Linked DNA regions of Mus musculus: region 1 is linked to region 2. Evidence: chromatin contacts called from public Hi-C data. All regions are on one chromosome and are shown on one strand. Each heading gives the region's core, a stretch centred on a gene start, on an enhancer-like site or on the middle of the called end of the contact. The rest is flanking DNA. Distances are from core to core; before and after follow the strand shown.

Region 1 (7,044 bases), core at 897-3,396, 470 kb before region 2:
TTTAGTTTATAAAGCTTAATTTCTAATAAAGATACCAACAGAGGCTGGATTTTTTTAAAAATTATTTTTGATTAGTTTCTGATTGTAATTTTTATCAGAATAAAGATACTTAGTTATGACTAGGAATCTCTTGATATATGACAAAGTCTAATACACTCATTCAGTCTTAATTCTACAACACACACAGTGCTTCCACAGGGGTTTTTTTTTTGGCTTTGTGATTGTTAGGGTAGTAAGTTTTATGAAAGTGAGAGGAAGAATCAAAATACGTAGAAAGGTTTGTAAGATTTTAGGAATATCTTTGAGTCCCTGACCCCGAGCACTCTAACGTTGATTGTTCCCAGGGTAGTTTATTCTGTCCTGCAGACACATGTAGAGGCAGTAGGCAGGTCATTATCACATGTAAATAAAGCTTAGAAACCTACTGTGGATATTATTTGACCTTGTATTTGACCATTATTAATATGTGCTGTATATTAAGCTATTTTATGTTAGTTTTTTTTTTTCCATTTTTTATTAGGTATTTAACTCATTTACATTTCCAATGCTATACCAAAAGTCCCCCATATCCACCCACCCCCACTCCCCTGCCCACCCACTCCCCCTTTTTGGCCCTGGTATTCCCCTGTACTGGGGCATATAAAGTTTGCAAGTATGTTAGTTTTTTAATTTCACTTTTATAATTAACTCCAGGAACAGTCTTACACTTGATTATTTAGAATCACTCTGTTACTTAAAAACTCCCTGTTTCACCAATCTATTTAGAGCAACTATTGATCTCTCTTTGTTAAAGTTGTATTCATTGATACTGTAATAACATGTGACTGACTACTGTGGTGGTGTTATGCTTTGCATAAACTCACTAGCGTTTTAATCTGATGGCTAATGTTGTAACTTGTAGTATCTCCTTGTAGCTCAGTAACACTTAAAATTTGCTGATGTACTCCTGAATTGTTTCTATCTCTCTCTGAAGAGATAGATATTACAGAGAATATATTACTATGAACTAAGATTTTGTTTTGAAGAGATTTTCTAAAAATACCTCAAGATAATAAGATCATATTTATGCTATTTAATATAATTTTACCCCACTGTCTCTTGATAACCATTTTAAAGAAGGTGCTTTAATTTATTAGATAAGGAATCAATTTGACCTAATTTGCTAGAGAATTGCTGTTTTTTTAAAAAAAAGGCTAGAGAGCTCTTTTTTTTTTTCTTTTTAGTTTAATTTCTCAGACATTCTTTTCAGTAAATCTAGTTACTATTTGGTTTTCCTTGTAATGTTACAATCCTGCAGAATTACTCCCAGTTATTTAATTGAATAAAGCAACGACAGCTTGTCTAGTAGAAAAGGCAAATTTAAAATCGTGTATTTAGAAAGCCTTTCATAGTTTGAAGGGCAGTGGACTGTATGAACTTGTTTATCAAGTGTATCAGTGCCTGTATGGTTAGGAAATTAAAACACATTTAATGAACATCATACACAAGACAGCAACATACCTTTCTTTCTTGGTCAGACCATTAGATGGAGAGGATTATGTCTACTGAAAATACTTTTGGCACGCCATCACTTCAGCAAAAAACGATGCTATCGAACATGCGCACATCCCCCAACAGTCTGCCTCCTGTGATTGCTTTTCACAGTATCCAAAGTGTCCATCTGTCGGGGTGTCTTCAAGTTACCCTTCTTGTTCATATGTCTATATCTTATAGTCTTCAGAGATTTTTCCTTTCTTTCATTTTCTCTCTTTCACTAAACAAAAGAGCTGTAGCTGTCTGTTGTATTTGGTGCACAGTTGACTCTTTCCGACAGTTGATGCATTGAAGCTCTTTACATCTGCTGTATTCCCGGCTGGACAATGCAGTGCTGTATTCTCTTCTCAGTATCCATATTTCTAGTAATAGCGCTGAGCTGCAATGTTAAGCAGCAGAGCTGTGGTTTAGTGTTTCAGTTGCATTGGGGGAAAAAAAAAGGCTTTGCCTTTCTCCGTCGTGGTTGCCTGGCAGCTGCAGGAAGGATTTTTGAGCTGTTTTCCTGGGGTTTTGGTCTGTAATGTGAAATGCACCGTTCTTCCGTGCTGCACAGGCAGGCAGCAGTTTAAATGTGGGCTTGACAGATGCTGTCTCTGACAGAGCAGAATTTAACGTCACTGCTTGGCTGAGTCCCACGTGATTGTTTGCGTTCATTTTGACTAAAAACCCGAGGTAGGAGAAAGCTTAGAAATCTTCCTCTTATGTGACACATCATATTTATTCAGAACAAATACAAGCATTAGGATGAAATGGAGGTTATGGTTTTTTAATCTTTATTTGAACTTATGCACAGGCTTTCTAAATATTTCTGTGTTGGACGGTGGCTTTCATGTGTCTTAGAGACTTTTTTAGAGCAGAAGTAATAAAAGCTTTTACATGTAAGTTGGTGTAGTTTAACTCTTTCAGTGCATTCCTGCTCTTACAGTTTTTGTCTGATTGTTCTGATTTGCTAGTCTAGTTAAAACTCCTTCATTATCTATTGTCTATAACTTAGATTTCCTCCCCTGTTTTCTCCAGCTTATCTAAGTCAGCTGCCTGCACTTACTTCATGTTGCGATACTGCCTACTTTTTTGCTCTGTGCAGTTTTTAGTGTTCTTGAAAGTAGTAAATTTAATTTTAAATCACTTTCTTGTTATCAATATTAATTTTTTTTCATGTAAAATAATGTGTATCACAGAATTAAAAATGATATAGTACATAGAACACACATGAATAGATTTTCTTGAAGATTGGTGAGTAGTTCTGCAGGATTGGTTGCATTTTGACTAAAAACCTTAGGTAGAGACAACCTTGGAACTTTGCTTCTTATATAGAAAATAGTATGCTTATATAGATTGCAGATGTGTGTTTAAATAAGTATAGTGATGCGCTAGAGTCTGTTGCTTCTAATAATGTTTAATACTTTAGAAAATGGTTTAGTAAAATGCCATCAAACAGTTTTTTTTTTTTTCCCTTACATATTAGAGACTCTGAAATCCTTCTCTGGTATACTTAACTAAGTGCCTGGACATTTGGGCACCCCCCCCAACCCCCCCCAGGAGAGCACTCGGCAGGCATGTTTGTTACTTGTTTTTATGGCTATAACTAACAATTCCCCTCTGATATTCTAAAGACAGTAACTATATAGTTTTAGAGCTTATGCTATATATTTTAGGGATACGGACTTTATCCATTTTCACAGACCATGATATATTATTTCAGGTGAATAAAAATTACATTTCCTCTAATAGTATTCAATTACTCATCTTCATGTGTTAATTCCAGTGTGCTTTCTTGGTTTAGGTATACCCTATAACTGTCCTAGTTTGTGTCTTACTCCCCCTAGAAATGATAAGATGGTAAAAAAGAAGGAAAAAGAAAAGTATAAGGAGAAACTTAAAGCTTAGAACTTTGGCTTTCCTAAGTTAGAAGAGGAATAAAACCCGTGTTTCTTAGTATTTGGCTCTTAAAGCTATATACTATATTCTTCACTGTCTTTTTTTCTTGTCTTCATAGACAAATTATTGATTCTGCTTAAATTATTCCTCCAAAGTAGAAGTGGCCTTTTTAATATCAGTGATTCCTAATATTAGGGCTTAACTGAGGTTAGAGGTCTGTACAATTATTGTCTATTCCAAATTAGATTGAGCTATAAGTACCTGAGCTGGTTGTAAATGATATTCGCTTATGATAGCTTAATTTTCTAATATCTACTTTACAGATGAGATACTGGTACCCAGAGTTCTGTAACCTAAATACCAGCTAATTACTGATAGGAAAGATGGTTAGTTTAAAATTTTGAAACAGGATTATTTAAATTTTTAAAATCTGAATTCCTGTAATCCACTCTTAAACATTATACTACATGGCTGCTGAAGAAATTGTGAATGTTCCCACCCAAATATTGACATAGTACCCCAGGAATCATTAGTAGAATACTGAATGCATTTTGACTTTTTTCATTAAATGTTAACACTACACTGCTTTATGCTAACATGCACATTAAAGCACAGCTTATTAATTATTGGTAATATGAGGATGACTGAATACATTTTCCATCCTTTTTCTAGGGAAGGAGAAAATAACTATTCTGCCAATTATTTTTAGAATATTTTAAATCCATCCTTTGATGATACTTAGAGCAGGACAGTGCTAGCTAGATAAGTTCTCTACTTTGGATCTGTACCCCCCACAATGTCTTTCTTTAATTCTATTAAAAGGTGTTTTTATTTTTAATTTACAGTAGTTATTACATATTGGTGAGGTACCAGTGAGACATTTTATACAATGTGTACTGATCATCCCAGAACAACTGGCATATATGTCATCTCTGAGATGTCCTATTTTTGGTACTGAATTGGATTTATTATGGATCTCAGTTACTAAGGGCTTTATGGATAACTCAATAATGATTCCTGTCTATGTTGGGTTCAAGCCTGAATTACCGACTAGTGAGAATTTTGTTTTTACTGCTTTCTATTGAGCAAGTGTTTATATGACAAGGAGATCCCTAAGATTGGTAACCAGGCCTAGTGTGTATCAGGCATAGTACTCATGTATGTATACAGTAAGCAAGAATTTAAATAAGATCAACTTTTTTTTCTTAAAATTTAAGTTGACTAACAGCTTACAGTATAGAAAAATAGTAGCAATGATATAAACTTTTTTTTTTTTTTTTTTTTTTCGAGGCAGGGTTTCTCTGTGTAGCCCTGGCTATCCTGGAACTCACTCTGTAGACCAGGGTGGCCTCAAACTCAGAAATCTGCCTGCCTCTGCCTCCCAGGTGCTGGGATTAAAGGCGTGCACCACCACTGCCCTGCTGATATAAACTTTTCTTCAGTGATGTTTTCTAAGAACTTCAGGTTTCCAGGCAAGAGAAATGATAAAAATGTGTTATGTTTCAACCTTGTCAAACCTTCTTTCTTTAGTTTAGTTTCTTTTAAATCTGAATTCTGTGGTTAAACTAATTCCATCTAATTTTGCAAATTTTGCCTTGCTAGGTTTTCTATTTGTTAGTGGTGTATTAAGTATTGCTTATATAGGTCTGTTTTTATTTTTTATAACACAGGCCTAAGGGGGAGAAAAGGTATCCATTATTTTGGACATTTTGATCCAAGCCATCTATCTAACTGGTTGTTGTTGTTGTTTATTTGTTTAATTTTTTGTTTTAAAGTTTTCCTAGACATGTCTATAATTAACTCTTAAGGAATTGAAATTTATAGAAGAGGTTTGGAAAGCTACCTAATTTCTTATTTCTACTAAATACACAAAAAATATTCCTTTGTTCACAGAGTTTCTGATTCTGAGTGGTTTGCATGATATAAAATAGCAGTAACTTTGGGAATCATCTGTTTATTGTTATGTGTAAGTTCCATCATGTATCCTTGATTTTAAAAAGATTGACATGAAATGGGGTTAGAATACTTCAAACAGTGAGCTATTGGAGTTGAATAACACAAGAAGGGAACCAAAAGTCCAGTCCTGCCTCCATTGGTCTCCATTCTGTTTGTGTTTTAGTGTGGCTCCTATGTTTGATGCTCGTATATTTTATTTCAGCCCAAGACAAGAACTAAATACTTTTTCATTTCAGTACTAGATTTTGAAACAGGTCTGATTTTCATGTTTATTATAAAATTGCTATTTTACATAGTTATCTATGGACTGGAAATTAATCACCACTAATTTCATAGCTCCAGCTAACCAACATCAGTTGTCCCAGTATTCCCTTCTATTTTGGACTCTAAACCCAGTGGTACCTGGCCAACACTGCCAGAGTTCTGCTGCTTGTTGGAGCTGGAACATGGCCTGCCTTGTTCTAGTACATTATCACCAGCCTTTTGTTTCCCAAATTCTTCACTGTCTAGGTTTGGCTGTCCTGGAACTTGCTCTGTAGATTGACCTTGAAGTCACAGATCTGTATGTCTTTGTCATTTGAATGCTGGGATTAAATGTGTGTACTATCACCTGGACCTAAGCTTTTCTCTAATCAGAACTTGGTCTGTACCAGGCTGGCCTCGAACACAGGTTTGCCTCTATCTCTTGGGATTAAAGGCTTTAATACCTTGCCTGGATCTAAGCTTTTTACAGCTACTATTTCTCAAAATCCAGGTCAAAAACCTGTGTCTTCCATTTCTGGATTGTAGCTTATTCCAGATTAAAAGTCCAAATAAAAGCAATAACCAGATAATAAAAAAAGCCTAGATATATTTATTCCTTGTTCAATGGCAAATGCATAAACACCCAGCTTATCTGGGTGACTTCTTATCCAAAAGTCACCAAACATACTCTTAATCTGTTTATCTCCTTGAACATAGGAGTCAGCTCCATTCTACTTCATGGCACAGTGCTCCTTTATTCTATGTACCATACGTTTTATACTTTTGTTTTTGAAGCTTGCTCATTTTCACCAAGAGGCTCTTCATAAAAGTGAACTTTAGTAACCATGTAACAGAATTCATACCAGGTTTATTTGAGACTTCCCTTGTCAAAGCAATTAATCTAAATCTCTCCACCTTAGCCTCAGGCAGACTCTCTGGACAATGGGAAAAATCTACATTCTTCACCAAAATATCATAAAAACAGTCTCTCAGCCACATATAAAATGCTTCTCCTCTGAAACATTTGTAGCCAGGCTTCCACAGTTCAAATCACCATCAGCAACAAATTCCTCTATATTCCTGCTAGAATAGCTCTTTAAGCCCCACTTAAAGATTTCCACTGCTTTCCAAATCCAGAGTCCCCAAATCCACATTCTTCCAAAGTATAGCATGGTCAGACCTATCAGAGCAGTACCCACTCCTGGTACCAACTTCCAACTTTGTTAGGGTTTCATTGCTGTGAAGAGACACTGTGACCACAGTAACTCTTAAAAAGGACAACATTTAATTGGGGCTGGCTTACAGGCCCAGAGGTTCAGTTCACTGTCATGGCAGGCAGGTATGGCACTGGAGGAGCTGAGAGCTCTGCTTCTTGTTCCAAGGGCAGCTAGAAGACATGCTGCCTAATAGTGTCACTCCCTGGGCCAAGCACAT
Region 2 (6,588 bases), core at 3,754-6,253:
TCTTAAATGTCAAACAATAAGATAACAGAGGATTTTCTCCCCTAGCAAGCAATGTTTAGCTGTTCTTCCTTGTAACTTCGAGTTTGCTATAGGGTTGGTCCTTTGGACACTTAGAGATTTATAGAACTTATCTAATAGAGTAATTGAGTCCCCATGACAATCTTTCATTTAGCTTTGCTGTTCTAGTGGACATTCATGGATTGCTACAATATGAGAAACACATCTGTTAGGAGGTTATGGTTCAGAGTTAATACACATACACTATACAGTGCTGACATGAACAATATTAATCAGCTCAGTTATACAGAGATAACAGGAACTCAGGATAGAGATATAACAAGTGTATTAAAAGACCAGACTAAAAGTATTCTGATAAGTGTAAAAATAAGTAGCCCTTGATAAAGAACAGGGCTATGTGCCAAAGGACTTTTATTCACTAGCTATAAGTATACTGTGATTAATTTGACATCAAAAATAAAGTTTTCTGTTTTAGGAAGGTCACTACACACACGACTGATAGCTGACAGAATGGAGGAGATATTCGGGGTTACAATCTAGAGAAATAAGTGAAAAAAGAGAAATAAGTGAAAAAACAAAAACAAAAACAAAAAACAAAAAAACCCACAAAAAATCTACAAGTTTACATAGGCAAATTACAAGGAAGAAAATTGAGAGCTAAGAAAGAGGTGTAAACAATGTCATTTAATAAAAGGAACAAATGGTAAAGTGATGAAATACCATTTAGAAATCACCAGACTCTTTCTTTTCTTTTCTTTTCTTTTCTTTTCTTTTCTTTTCTTTTCTTTTCTTTTTTCTTTTTTTTTTAACTTTTTAAAAATTAGGTATTTTCTTCATTTACATTTCCAATGCTATCCCAAAAGTCCCCCATGCCCGCCCCCTCAACTCCCCTACCTACCCACTCCAACTTCTTGGCCCTGGTGTTCCCCTGTACTGAGGCATATAAAGTTTGTAAGACCAATGGGCCTCTCTTTCCACTGATGGCTGACTAGGCCATCTCACCAGCTCTTTCTTAAAGGAACCAACAGCAAAACTTAAGGAAGAAACCATGATACATATGGTTACAACTACTCAGCTCACTTACTGCAGTGTGAAATAGCTTACACCATTCATAAGTAAGTATGGTATGTTGTAATACAATGCTATCTACAAAAATATCCAGCCAACGGGACATTGCTGGCAATTTTATTTTATTTCTAGCCAATGAGAAGATGGTCTGATTTCTTTTTGGAAATGTGAGGCTGTTGGTTTCACATATGACTGGTGGGGACTGACTAATAATACGAACAGCTTTATGTGCCTATCTTGGGTTATGTCATAGTTTATCATATAAGACAAACTTAGCCTTCTGCACATAAACCTGTATAGATCTTAATCAACGAATGAAAACTCTTATCTGAGGCCTCATTCTAACTTTGTTATGATGAGAACAGGAGACAGCCAATTAAATGGGGAATAGATACTGAGACCCAAGTAGAAGATCTATGCAGTTGGATATTTGAGCAGATAGGCAACAGAATGTAAAGTCCAAGTCAAGCTAAGTAAAATATAGTTATATAATACCAAGAGAATTTTGAAGGCACATGCAAATAAATGTATATGTGTGTTACATTTAAGCTTTCAAAACCCAGTGTACTGTGCTCACATCTTTATAAGCATAATACCAAAATGAGCCCAGTTGAGACATAAAGGAAGGAATTATTACTGTGGTGGGTCAGGAGGGTGTTGGGGATGTTTCTATAGCAAAACAATGCCTTCCTTGAACCATGAAAATGGGGATTTGGTTTGTGAAACCTATGTAGTTTCCTGTAGGATCCACTTTGGTGTAGGCATATTCTGGAACACACTTAGTTTAAAGTCATAATTGAGAAGAGAATATAGTATACTACTTGTGGCATGCTCAGCTCAAAGTCCTGGGACATATGCCTGAGAGGTTAAAGGTAGGCTGGAATGTCTCTGGGTGTGCACAATTGGTATCATAGTTTGAGCAGAAAATAAAGGTGCTTGGAAGGTATGTTGGCACTGCTGCTTTCCCCTGAAGGTGCCTTGTCTTATCTGGTGGCTATGGCAGTATTTATAGGGAAGAGGACAAGGAGCGAAGATTATAGGATACAAAACAAGAGAGGTGTTTGAAGGACCTCTGATGACAGGGAGCAGATAACAAAACAAAGAGCTTTCCTGTGTGATGGAGTCAAGGGAGACAGGAAATCTGTGAAGCTGCAACCCCCCTGAGCATGCAGGATTGGCTGGTAGCTATTGTTGGTTGCACTGAAAACCCAGCTTCAAGCTGACCCTGGTTCTTGCTGTCTAGAAGTTCCTTCCTTACTAAACACATTTATTTTCTAGAATTCCCACTGAGTGAACAATGTGCAGGAAATCTTCCCAGCTCTTTTCCGGTTCCTGTTTTCTTATCAAGTGAGTCTGATTGGGTGACGTGGGTTCTGCCTTTGCCTCAGTTGCTACTGTTGCCTTGCCTGTGACACCTTTAAAGGTGACCTCACTGTTTTCTGCTTCCACCTAGAATGCTGTATTTAGTTCCTCCTTACTCTGCTCCACAGAGTCACCCTCAGTTACATGATAGATCGAAGAATTTGACCTAGGTGAGAGGTTAGATAGGATTTTAGATGACAAAACTGTTTCTTTTTATTAAGGCCGCTTGAATTGGAGTGCTGCTGTTAAGCATGATAATCTATGATAGGCCACTTATTGGAAAGAAAGAAGTAAATGAATAAAGAACATAAAGTCAAAGATCCTTAGAAATTATACCTTAAAGTGGGGCATCTATTGAGCCTTCATAGGACCAAGGACCTCTCCTCCCATTGATGTATGGCAAGGCCATCTTCTACAACGTATGCAGTTGGAGCCATGTGTACTCCTTTGTTTATGTCTTAGTCCCTGGGAGCTCTTGGGGGACTGGTTGGTTGATATTGTTGTTCTTCCTGAACACACAACTTTCAAGAGAATCTCTGTTTCATTGCCTGTGGACATAAATCCTGAGACATTTGGGGCACGAGACCACTATTCGTAGGCTACTCATTGGTCTAGAACTCATCATGACAAAACAGAGTGGTATGGGGAACACTGGATCTGGATCCCCTTTTGCTCTGCAGATGAGAAAACTTTGCCCTTGGGATTGAAGAACCTCACCTCCTATTACTCTTCCATCTACAGACAGAGAGAACAATTCTGCTCCCTCTTTTCTGACTACTTTTTTCTTTGTGTACCCTAAAAATGCTAAAATGGTTTTAGCATTTGGGGGAACTGAGTGTTGGGAGGTGGGAGTGGGTGGGTGGGTGGAGGAACACCCTCATAGAAGCAGGGGGAGGGGGAGGGGACTTTGGAGGGGGGAGACCTGGAAAGGGAATAACATTTGAAATGTAAATACAGAAAAAAAAAAATCCAATGAAAAATAAAAATAAAAAATAAATTAAAAAAAAAAGAAATTATACCTTAAAAAGTGAAACCTCAATACCTGGCGAGCAGTTGCGAGTTTGTTTTGGAGTAAAATCCCCTGTTTTATAAAGCGATCAACATTTGTGGTAATCCATAAAAACTGTATGGAGTAATCCAAAGCATATGCATTAAAAGGTAATGGCATCCTAAACTGAGAATGAGTACGGCCTAACCTGGAGGGGTGAGATCTGTTTAAAGCAGAACGGGAAAGTAGCTCAGAAATGGTTTGATTAATACTGTGCTTTGTAGCAGAAAAGACTTAGGGATTTTGTTCAACTACCTGCTTGGATAATTGTATAAGTAGCAGCCGCAGAGCTATACTGGGTGGTATTGATTTACAGAGTGGTATAAGGTATGTTTCCGTAATGAAGTCTATATAGCTTCCTTGCACTGTGCCTTTTATTTTGTTTTATTAGCATATATTACATATACTTACTAGATTTCATTATGCTGTGTTCAGATAATTATTTAATGAAGTTTGATTATATTCATCCCCCAATTACTCTCCTTTATCTTCTTTTCCATTCCTCTTTATCTCCTGTCTCTTCCTAATTAGTCTGCTTTTGACAGTTTTCATGACGTGATGCGTTTCGTTAGGGTTGCTTGCAGTAGTGTGACTGAGAACTTGTTTACAAAATGGCTACTTTATCATTGTCTACACACTACTCAGTAAGGTTTTTTTCCCCTTAGCAACTACTAATTGCCTTTTGGTCCTCTGGGAGGGGGAACTTTTTTTTTTCCTCTCCCCCTAGATTACTGTACCTGCCTAAAAATCCTTAAGGGGGAGGTATGGGGCTTTAACAGTTCTTCCCCATTCATGAAAAGGTGTCCCCATCTTGTGCAGATATTTAATATTAAAGATGCTGTGAGCTCATGAGAGCCACGGCTATGCCATCCTTAGACCAGAGAGAGTATTCTATAACACTCTATCCATCCTCTGCCCTCTTCCTTCCTTCCTTCCTTCCTTCCTTCCTTCCTTCCTTCCTTCCTTCCTTCCTTCCTTCCTTCCTTCCTTCTTCCCTCCCTCCTTTCCTCCCTCCCTTCCTTCTTTCTTTCCTTTCTCTTCTTACTCTTTTATTTCTTTTTTTAAATGAAAGAGCACTGCACAAAATTTAATCAATTAACATTTTGACTTGTTCTTATGAATTTGTTATTAATCACTTTTGAATCTCTCCATTGAAGCGAGGAAGACCCTTTTGTCAGTTGTATCTCTGCACTTAACACACTTTGTAGGAACCTACAAATTCTTTTTATTTAAAGAATATTTCTTACATCTCTTCTTCTTAATGACTCACTTACTGCAAATCACAGTTTCATTTCCTATTATAATGTAAAACGCCTCTGTTTAGAAAAAAAATGTTAAGGAAAGACAATAACTCATTTTCTTAATCTTTCAAATATAGTGTAATCATAGCTTTGTTATTCTCAGAACCTACTAACACTGTTAGCCATTGTTTCATCATCCTAGCTCCAAATCCTTGCTGGACCTGCTGCCTGCATCTGCTTGCATCACTGGGTTTTTGGACCATCTGCCAGCATCACCAGGTTTTTGAACCAGCTGGTACAGCATGGCAAAGCCAGAGCTTACAGAGTTGTTGGGCCATGCAAACATTGCCTATCTTTTTTTTTTTTTTAAATTAGGTATTTTCTTCATTTACGTTTCCAGTGCTATCCCAAAAGTCCCCCATACCCTCCCACCCCACTCCCCTACCCACCCACTCCCACTTCTTGGCCCTGGCGTTCCCCTATACTGAGGCATATAAAGTTTGTACGACCAATGGGCCTCTCTTTCCACTGATGGCCGACTAGGCCATCTTCTGATACATAAGCAGCTAGAGACACGAGCTCCGGGGGGTTACTGGTTAGTTCATATTGTTGTTCCACCTATAGGGTTGCAGATCCCTTTAGCTCCTTGGGTACTTTCTCTAGCTCCTCCATTGGGAGCCCTGTGATCCATCCAATAGCTAACTGTGAGTATCCACTTCTGTGTTTGCTAGGCCCTGGCATAATCTCACAAGAGACAGCTATATCAGGGTCCTTTCAACAAAATCTTGCTAATGTATGCAATGGTGTCAGTGTTTGGAGGCCGATTATGGGATGGACCCCCGGATATGGCAGTCTCTAGATGGTCCATCCTTTTGTCTCAGCTCCAAACGTTGTCTCTGTAACTCCTTCCATGGGTGTTTTGTTCCCAATTCTAAGAAGGGGCAAAGTGTTCACACTTTGGTCTTCGTTCTTCTTGAGTTTCATGCGTTTAGCAAATTGTATCTTCTATCTTGGGTATTCTAAGTATCTGGGCTAATATCCACTTATCAGTGAGTACATATTATGTGAGTTCTTTTGTGATTGGGTTACCTCACTCAGGATGATGCCCTCCAGGTCCATCCATTTGCCTAGGAATTTCATAAATTCATTCTTTTTAATAGCTGAGTAGTACTCCATTGTGTAAATGTACCACATTTTCTATATCCATTCCTCTGTTGAGGGGCATCTGGGTTCTTTCCAGCTTCTGGCTATTATAAATAAGGCTGCTATGAACATAGTGGAGCATGTGTCCTTCTTACCAGTTGGAACATCTTCTGGATATCTTACCTGTATTACAACCTATAATATAGTGAGGGCTACACAGGGGTCATCCAGCAAAAGTTCTCTTTTGCCCCGAGAGTCTGTTTTCAATGTCAAAATTTAGAATTTGTTGCTGTTTGATTTTTCACAAGTTTTTGAATGTCTTAACAACAACATCAGTTGTTGTTGCTGAGTATGACTGTAACTGTTATTTCTCCAGAGAGAGTAATCAGATAAGAATTCTCCTAGTTCTTTGTGTCGTAAAGACTCACATTTAGGTTGCCTCCAGTAGTTGTTGTATTGATGTGATGCAGAACTGGTTGGGGAAGGAGGGAAAGGCATGGTTTTGTGAGGTAGAGGTTTCTGGCCCTGAACTTGCTATATGTTCAAAGCACTAAAATTTATTTTAGGGTTTTGATGAGGACGTGTCCTTGCCATTTGGGTCTCCAGGAGAATATGCCTGGAGAAAGCATGCATCCTGTGCAAGTGACACAAACCAGCTTGACAGTAGTAGATCAAACAAAAATAGAGACTATTGGATTTATGGTGTTT

The links. Hi-C and Micro-C count contacts between places; a contact is called where the count stands out from the background.
Region 1: a contact with region 2 is called in a Hi-C map of cerebellum, with 2.4 times the contacts expected there. The contact joins the promoter of B3galt2 here to the enhancer-like site in region 2. A contact is called at or near these places in 6 of 39 promoter capture datasets (the HPC-7 cell line, frontonasal cranial neural crest, hippocampal neurons and 2 more) and 3 of 484 Hi-C or Micro-C datasets (cerebellar granule neurons, cerebellum and cortical neurons).

The regions. Positions count from the first base shown.
Region 1 is chr1:143,635,799-143,642,842 of GRCm38.p6, reverse strand. It overlaps B3galt2 (UDP-Gal:betaGlcNAc beta 1,3-galactosyltransferase, polypeptide 2), which reads right to left and starts at 2,146. Exons shown (of 2, transcript NM_020025.4): 1 at 1,501-2,146. The region is part of intron 10 of Cdc73 (cell division cycle 73, Paf1/RNA polymerase II complex component); the gene reads left to right.
Region 2 is chr1:143,172,451-143,179,038 of GRCm38.p6, reverse strand. No RefSeq gene overlaps it. Among named protein-coding and RNA genes, the nearest start is that of Gm35244, 170 kb to the left of the region's middle. Within about 2 kb of position 5,003, at least 6 of the 459 cell types and tissues checked have an H3K27ac peak or open chromatin away from gene starts, as enhancers often do. A contact at or near this core is called in cerebellum, where this site is marked.